2 separate regions of the Canis lupus genome follow, and region 1 is linked to region 2. The links are chromatin contacts, called in public Hi-C maps. All regions are on one chromosome and are shown on one strand. The core of a region is the stretch at or near the end of the contact, and the rest is flanking DNA. Distances in the headings are between cores, read along the strand shown.

What was found. A called contact is a pair of places that touch in the nucleus more often than the background predicts.
Region 1: a Hi-C map of skin fibroblasts shows a contact between it and region 2, with 2.8 times the contacts expected there. The contact joins two enhancer-like sites. A contact is called at or near these places in 3 of 9 Hi-C or Micro-C datasets (amygdala, liver and skin fibroblasts).

Annotation. Positions count from the first base shown.
Region 1 is chr11:45,894,101-45,897,629 of UU_Cfam_GSD_1.0, reverse strand. No RefSeq gene overlaps it. Among named protein-coding and RNA genes, the nearest start is that of MOB3B, 10 kb to the right of the region's middle. Within about 2 kb of position 1,394, at least 3 of the 20 cell types and tissues checked have an H3K27ac peak or open chromatin away from gene starts, as enhancers often do.
Region 2 is chr11:45,705,562-45,708,717 of UU_Cfam_GSD_1.0, reverse strand. The region is part of intron 3 of MOB3B (MOB kinase activator 3B); the gene reads left to right. Among named protein-coding and RNA genes, the nearest start is that of EQTN, 36 kb to the right of the region's middle. Within about 2 kb of position 1,322, at least 7 of the 20 cell types and tissues checked have an H3K27ac peak or open chromatin away from gene starts, as enhancers often do.

The sequences.
Region 1 (3,529 bases), core at 145-2,644, 190 kb before region 2:
CTTATACATCCTTGCATCCCCAGCTTCCACACACCTGCCATGAAATAGGAACTTAGTAAGTTCTAAAAGAATGAACACTATCCACATACCACTAATCTCAGGTTTAGAGTTCACTCAAATTCTGAAGCAAGGGGATGTATGGACCCCCTTGGCGTTCTTGGATGTTATACCAATGATACTGCTGACATTTTAAGCAAAAGGTTCATGTATGTGCATTTTTCTGGGTAGTGAGTCCATAGCCTGCATCAGATTTTCAAAGGGGTTTTTAATTCTCCTGAAAGGTAAGAATATATGTCCCTAAGCATTGTTTTTAGGGGCGTCTGGGTGACTCAGTCGGTTAAGTGTTGGACTCTTGGTTTCGGCTCCGGTCATGATCTCAGGGTCGTGATATGGAGCCTCACTTCGAGCTCCACAGTCATCGTGGAGTTGGCTTGAGATTCCCCCTCTCCCTCTGCCCCTCTCCCTGCTTATGCTTGCTCACTCTCTCTCTCTCTTAAATAAGTAAATAAAATCTTTATTTAAAAAAAAGAGAGTTGGGGATCCCTGGGTGGCGCAGCGGTTTGGCGCCTGCCTTTGGCCCAGGGCGCGATCCTGGAGACCCGGGATCGAATCCCACGTCAGGCTCCCGGTGCATGGAGCCTGCTTCTCCCTCTGCCTGTGTCTCTGCGCCTGTCTCTCTCTCTCTGTGACTATCATAAATAAATAAAAATTTAAAAAAATTTTAAAAAAAAGAGAGTTGTTTTTAATAACCAACTGGGAAATAAAAAGTTTGCAAGGTAGTTTGATGAGTCAGTCCATTTGACTCCGATGAGGTAGAGGGTTTATGCTTCTACAAACTGCCTCCAGCAGTCTTCCTGCTGCGGGACTATGTTGGTGTTTCCAATTGACTGCAGTGGGTGTTCTCCTTGATGAATATCCATTTGTGGTATTGCCTCCCACACACACCTGTAGGAGCAGTTTGAGACTCATTTGCATGGCCTTCTTGGTCCTAGAATCATCAAGCATTTCAGCACCTGGGACCAGCCCCACACAGTATTTTAACCTGGCATTCAGGGTTGAGAGGCTGCCCTGTTCAAAGTTTCTTTGATCCACTTTGATTAGACATTTTCTCAGGCTTCTATCAATAGGTGGCCAGTTTTTTCTGACCCAGGCCTGCACAATCAAGAGACTAAAGCTTCCCTAAGAAGCTAAGAAAAAAAAAAATCACATTTTAAAAATAACTTGAGCAAATGAATTCATTCTGGCAAAAGGAAACCAGCTCTGTAAAATAAACTTCTGTAGAGTTTCTCAATAACAGGTCCTGAAAACGTAAACAACCACAGTGTCCCACATGAGTTGAGCCACTCACTGAACAGCAAGTTTCTGGCCCCGAATCAGTCAAAATAAAGAACACCTTATAAAACTAGGAGTCCATGACCATCATGTGAGAATAAGAAGAGGAGACTGTGGGGTGACCCAGGCCAAGGAAAAGAGAAAGTCTTATGACCAGATCCTCAAAATGCTGACTTTCCAAGCCCAGAGCTAAAGTGATGAGGGACAGGGGGCTACAGCTTATGCCTCAGGCCCTGGCTTGGACCCGACCAGGCTCCTGCATTCCCCAGGGAAAACCAGAATCTACTCACTCTCATGAAATCAGAGGTAGCCCTTGCGAGTTTTACCATGGGTTCTGTTGATGAGATAATGGACCCACTGAAACTGTAATACCATGCTTGGCCAAAGGAGCCCAGACTACTATAATAATTGCCTGCCCAGCCATAGGTTTTTGAGCATTATAATAATATTATGTTCTTTCTAATGAGGCAGACCCATACTGTTCCAATGAACTTATATGCTGAGTTTATGTGCACAAGAATAATACTTGTTATAAATAATAAACACAGTGATTTTCATTTTATATTTGTATAGCTCTCCTTTGACACAAAATTTTTTCTCATTGCATGGTAGTAGTCTGGTCCTTTCTATGTGAGGAGCACTGTGCTAGAATCTATATCTTAGAATGGACAGACCTTGGAGGAATTCAGAGAAAAGGCACAGGGATCATTTTTTAAAGACTAGAAAATACAACTTACGGAAAAGCATTAAAAAGAACTTGCTATTATCTAATCACAGAGATGTTGGAAATATTGGAATAAGCTTGAACATCGTATTTTAGGTGTACAAAGGATCATGGTCAAATCAGCAACATTTATTGAGTCATGGCTATGTGCCAGGTGAGCAGTTTCACATTTAACCCTCAAACCGACCTTGTGAGGTGAAAGTCCCCGCCTGCAGGAGAACCCTGAAGCATCGGTTAAGTGATCGTCCAAATGTGATAGACATTTTTCACAAATATTCTGCTTTTCTCTCTCTTTTCTCACTTAGAAATTAAGTTCTACTTTCTTTTTCAGTGGAACCCCGGCATGACCACACAGCTCTCTTTAGCCAAAGAAATTTGAGCAAGCAACATGGGCTGTTTCCAGACAGAAGCTTGGTGAGCCAGTACAATCTGTGCCTTCTTTCACTCTGCTACAGTGACTATTAACATTCTGGAAAATGTCTGCTCCATAGCCTTGGTCCTTCACTGGGGTATACAGGAGCCCCCTCTCCCACCACCGTCAACTCAAGATGAGCATGTTGCAGGAGCAGGACATTAACCGTTGCAGCTTTAAGCCACTGAACTTGCAGGATTGTTTCTGTAGCCAAACCTGACTGATGGACTAAGTCAGCCCGCGGACTGGAACTTGCCTCTATTACCTGCAGCTTACTCTGAGTGAATATGCTGTGCTGCCTTCCAATGATGGCTAAGTGTATTATTATTCTACCTAGTTTGAGGAGCAGGGAAAAAAATGGTCATTACCTCCAGTGACATAAATCGAGATTCCCCAGGGAGCAGTCAAGACATAAATAAGAGAACTGAGGAAGATTAGGGGAACTTCCATTGAAGATTTACTCACAAGAGGAAAACAGTTAATGTTTTTGATACATTTCCTTCCAGGCATGTTTAATGAACACTTCGCATATATTTTCTCAAAGAGTCCTACTTAAGGGAAAATTTTTTAGAGCTCCTGGCTTGGAATTGTATTCTCTGCTCCAGGGTCTCTCTCTGGTTTAGTCTGGCTTATTTTCCTAGAAGACTCATGACAATAACCTTCTCCTTTATTGGTTAGCACACAAGGTGCTCTTCATTTCCAGCCTACCAGGAACCCAAATATTGTTTCGGAGGCCCCCCAAATCAGAGCCTGAGACAAGAACTTGAGTGCAGTTAGTTTATTTGGGAGGTGAGTCCAGGAAGCAAAAATGAGAGCAGAATGACTGGGACAAGAAGGAGGAAAAGCCAATGTAAGGATGACTCGTCAACCGACGACGTCAGGTGTGGATCTCGAAGTCACGTAAAGAATGCCTCCCGTAATCGTCAGTCTCAAGGATAAGAGGCTGGAGCATTTACTCACTGGCTCTCATTCCCTGTTGATTGACCCCAGGGGCTTTAACTAACCTCCCTGCAGCACAGCCACTGTGCTCACTCTGGGGCTGGGCAAGCTCCTGCAGCTTG
Region 2 (3,156 bases), core at 73-2,572:
TTCATTCCATCTTTTGTGACCTGACACTACTTCATTCATTCATTCATTCGAATTAGTTATTAGTATAAAGCCTTATTCCAAAAATAATTTAAGGCGTCAGGTATCAGCTTCCCATTGGAATTCTTTCAGTTCCCATTAAAGAGACACATCTACTAAGAAAAATTGTTTTAAGAAAATATTTAGGCCCAATGCTTGATCTTCGCACAAGATGCCTTCTCTTAACTCCCTGGTCAGTTTGCCCTCCTGAACAGAAGCTCCCTGCCAGTGGGACCCTGGAGAGAAGCTGCAGCATCCTTCTGGTTTCAGAGGCCCTGAGGGTGAAACAAGTGCTTGGAGCTGGGGAGATCCGAGGGAGGGTGCCAGAGATTCTCTAGGGTGGACTTAAGGGCTGCGGTCCTGAGACACAGCAACCTCCCTGTGACCGGAGGGCAGGCAGGAGCTGCTCACCACCACAATCCTCCCCACCCCCATTGTTTCCACTGTCAACAGTCCAGCTTTCCTACAGGGAATGGGCTGGAGAGTAGATGGAGTATTTTGCATTGGCTTGTTTGTCTTCTCTGCCCTCCTGTTCAGGGGATTTCCCTGCAGCAAGCAGCCTACTGGTTTTCCTGCGCTCTCCCTCGAAGTGGGACACTGCCCTCTGAGCAGAACTGTACTGCATCCCCGTCTGAAGGAGGAGAGCTAGCTGCCGGGCCACATTCGTAGCAACCAGTTTTAGGGGCACTGGGATCCTCTTTCTCTCTTTTCCTTTCCCTAAGTCCTGGCCCCTTTCTGTGAATCACACCACCTCCCATTGAGGCGGCTAGTAACCCTCACAGACCTGGAAGCAGAACATGGAAGAGTGAACAGGAGTGTTCTGGGCAGAAGGAGGGAATGGGGCTCTCCATGCAGAAGAAACAAGCGCACAAAGATGCAGAAACAGAAGCAAGGTGTGTGCAAGGCAGGAGAGAAGAAGGAAGTAGATCTGACACAGTTGACTGTCTCTTTAACTTGCTGAGACTATCTGGTAGGAGATGGAGAGGAGCGGAAGCACGTTTTATGCCTCTGGATTTTCAACAGCACTTTTCCAGCCAGCACTGTTGATGGTACCAGTGGGAATTAGAGCGTGTGCTTCTCCACCTTCCTCTGTGGCTGCATACTGGAATCACAAGGCAGTGTGGTATCACAGGAAATTCGGAGTCCTTCAAACTGAATGATTTGGAGACAACATCTAATGTTGATTCTTACACTCTAAAGCCTTCCTCTTCTGAGTCAACAGCCTCTGGAGCCACACCTGCCCATTCCAGGAATTCTTCCTCATAGAGTCACAGTGCCTTGCTGAGTCCTGGTCCCTGGCTACGGCCAGAAATGACCTCAGGCTGACCCACGTGCTCTAACTGACTTTGGTTCTCACTCCCTTGTTCCTCTAGGAAAACTGCCAGTTCCCAAGGGACTTGCTTTTTCTACCAGTGGGTTAGATCTGGAGATAAGGAAATAGCAAATGATCTGCTTGACCTCCAGGGTAGGAACAGGACCTGAGGGAAATGGGTGTTGGTAGGAGCTGAGAACCCTGGAGGGGCAGGGAGATTGCTGTGGTTCTAGTGAAATCTTGGCTTAGACACCACCATCATAGTTGTTGGGAATGGAGGAGAGAAAAGGGCAAGACCCCTGACAGAAATAGAATTTCCAAGATGGTTAACATTTTCAAAGCACTCGCTTTCCAGGGGGAAGAAAAGAATAGCCAATAAGAAAAGAAACAAATTGATAATATGGATACAACTTGGAGATTTTCAAGTCTCTAAAAAATGGAATTTGTAGGATGAAAGGCACCGCAGAAAGCTTTCTTTCTGAGCTGGCCAACACCCGCAGAAACCCCCCCTCACTATTGGAAATGAAATTCTTCCTGTTATGTTCCCCGTACCCTTAGCCTCCAGTCCAGCCAGAAATTTGACCCCTGTACTTCATGCTGCAGTTCAAACCCATGTTCCCAAGTGTGTTGGAGAGGAGACTGGGGGCTGATGAGAGGCCCAGCGTGGGGGTGCTCCAGCCTGGGGCAGGTCACTGGGGGGCTGAGGCCACGCTGCTGGGCAGGGAGTGGTCCAGGGAGCAGTTTCTAAAGAGTGCCACACCTGACGGCTTCATCCTGGTGGACTCACCAGTCTTCTGCGGTGTTCTTTCAGCAGCCATCACCTTAACATACTGCCTTCTAAATGTGTTGGTGAAGCTCCGTTACTGGAGAAGGCATCTGTGTGTGTGCGCCCGTGTGTGCACACATACGTGCTTGAGCTCTCTTAGCTGAGAGGCAGTTTACTGCCCTCTTAGGGCCAAATCTAACACTAAGTTGTGTACTTCCAACTATCCCATTTTAAGCTACTGGGTTTTTAATGGTGGCCAATGAGGAGAGGGTCATTTCCAGAAAGTTTTAAGCCCAGTGTTCTCTCCTTACCACACTTCAGAGCCCTCTACACCCACCTTCCATTCATCTCTTTGTGCTCCCCTTCTTCCTTAGTTATTTCTTTATTTCCAATATTTCTTCCTCCTCTTTCTCCTTCCTGTTTCTCAGAATTAGCCGAGTTGGGGAACTTAAAACAATAGGCTTCAGGGTGGTGGTGTTATAGCATCTCTCATCTCTCATCCTTATATATGTTGAAACTCTAGAAAAACAAAGGACTCGCTGCTTTTATATCTCACCCCAGTGAAGAGATGCAAACTATGTTTTCTCTTTGTTGGCTTATTTTTGTTCTTGAGTCCACCCGGGTGCAAATCCTGATTCTTCTACTTGTTAGCTATGTGAATGTGGGCAAGTTATGTCACTTCTCTGAGCCTCCTTTTCTTCAACTGTATAATAGAAAAATGCCTACTTCAGAGTTTTGAAAAAAAGTGTACAAAATAAACATAAGTGCCTCTACCGTAGTAGGTACTCAGCACCTATTTCCCCCCACCACTCATTTTCCTGGATCTGTGGACCGAACCATTGTTTTTTCTTCATTGGGTTTTAGTCTAATAAATATTTTTTCAATACCTGGTAGGTGTCAGGCCTAGTGTACCAGGGTCTAAACAGACATAAGATAGGTTCATCTCTTCAATGGCATCCCTGTGCTGGAGCCAGAAAAGTAATAAACTTTCACAGAACAATGGTGAAGGGTGCTGTGGCCACTACAGAAAACCAGAAGAGGA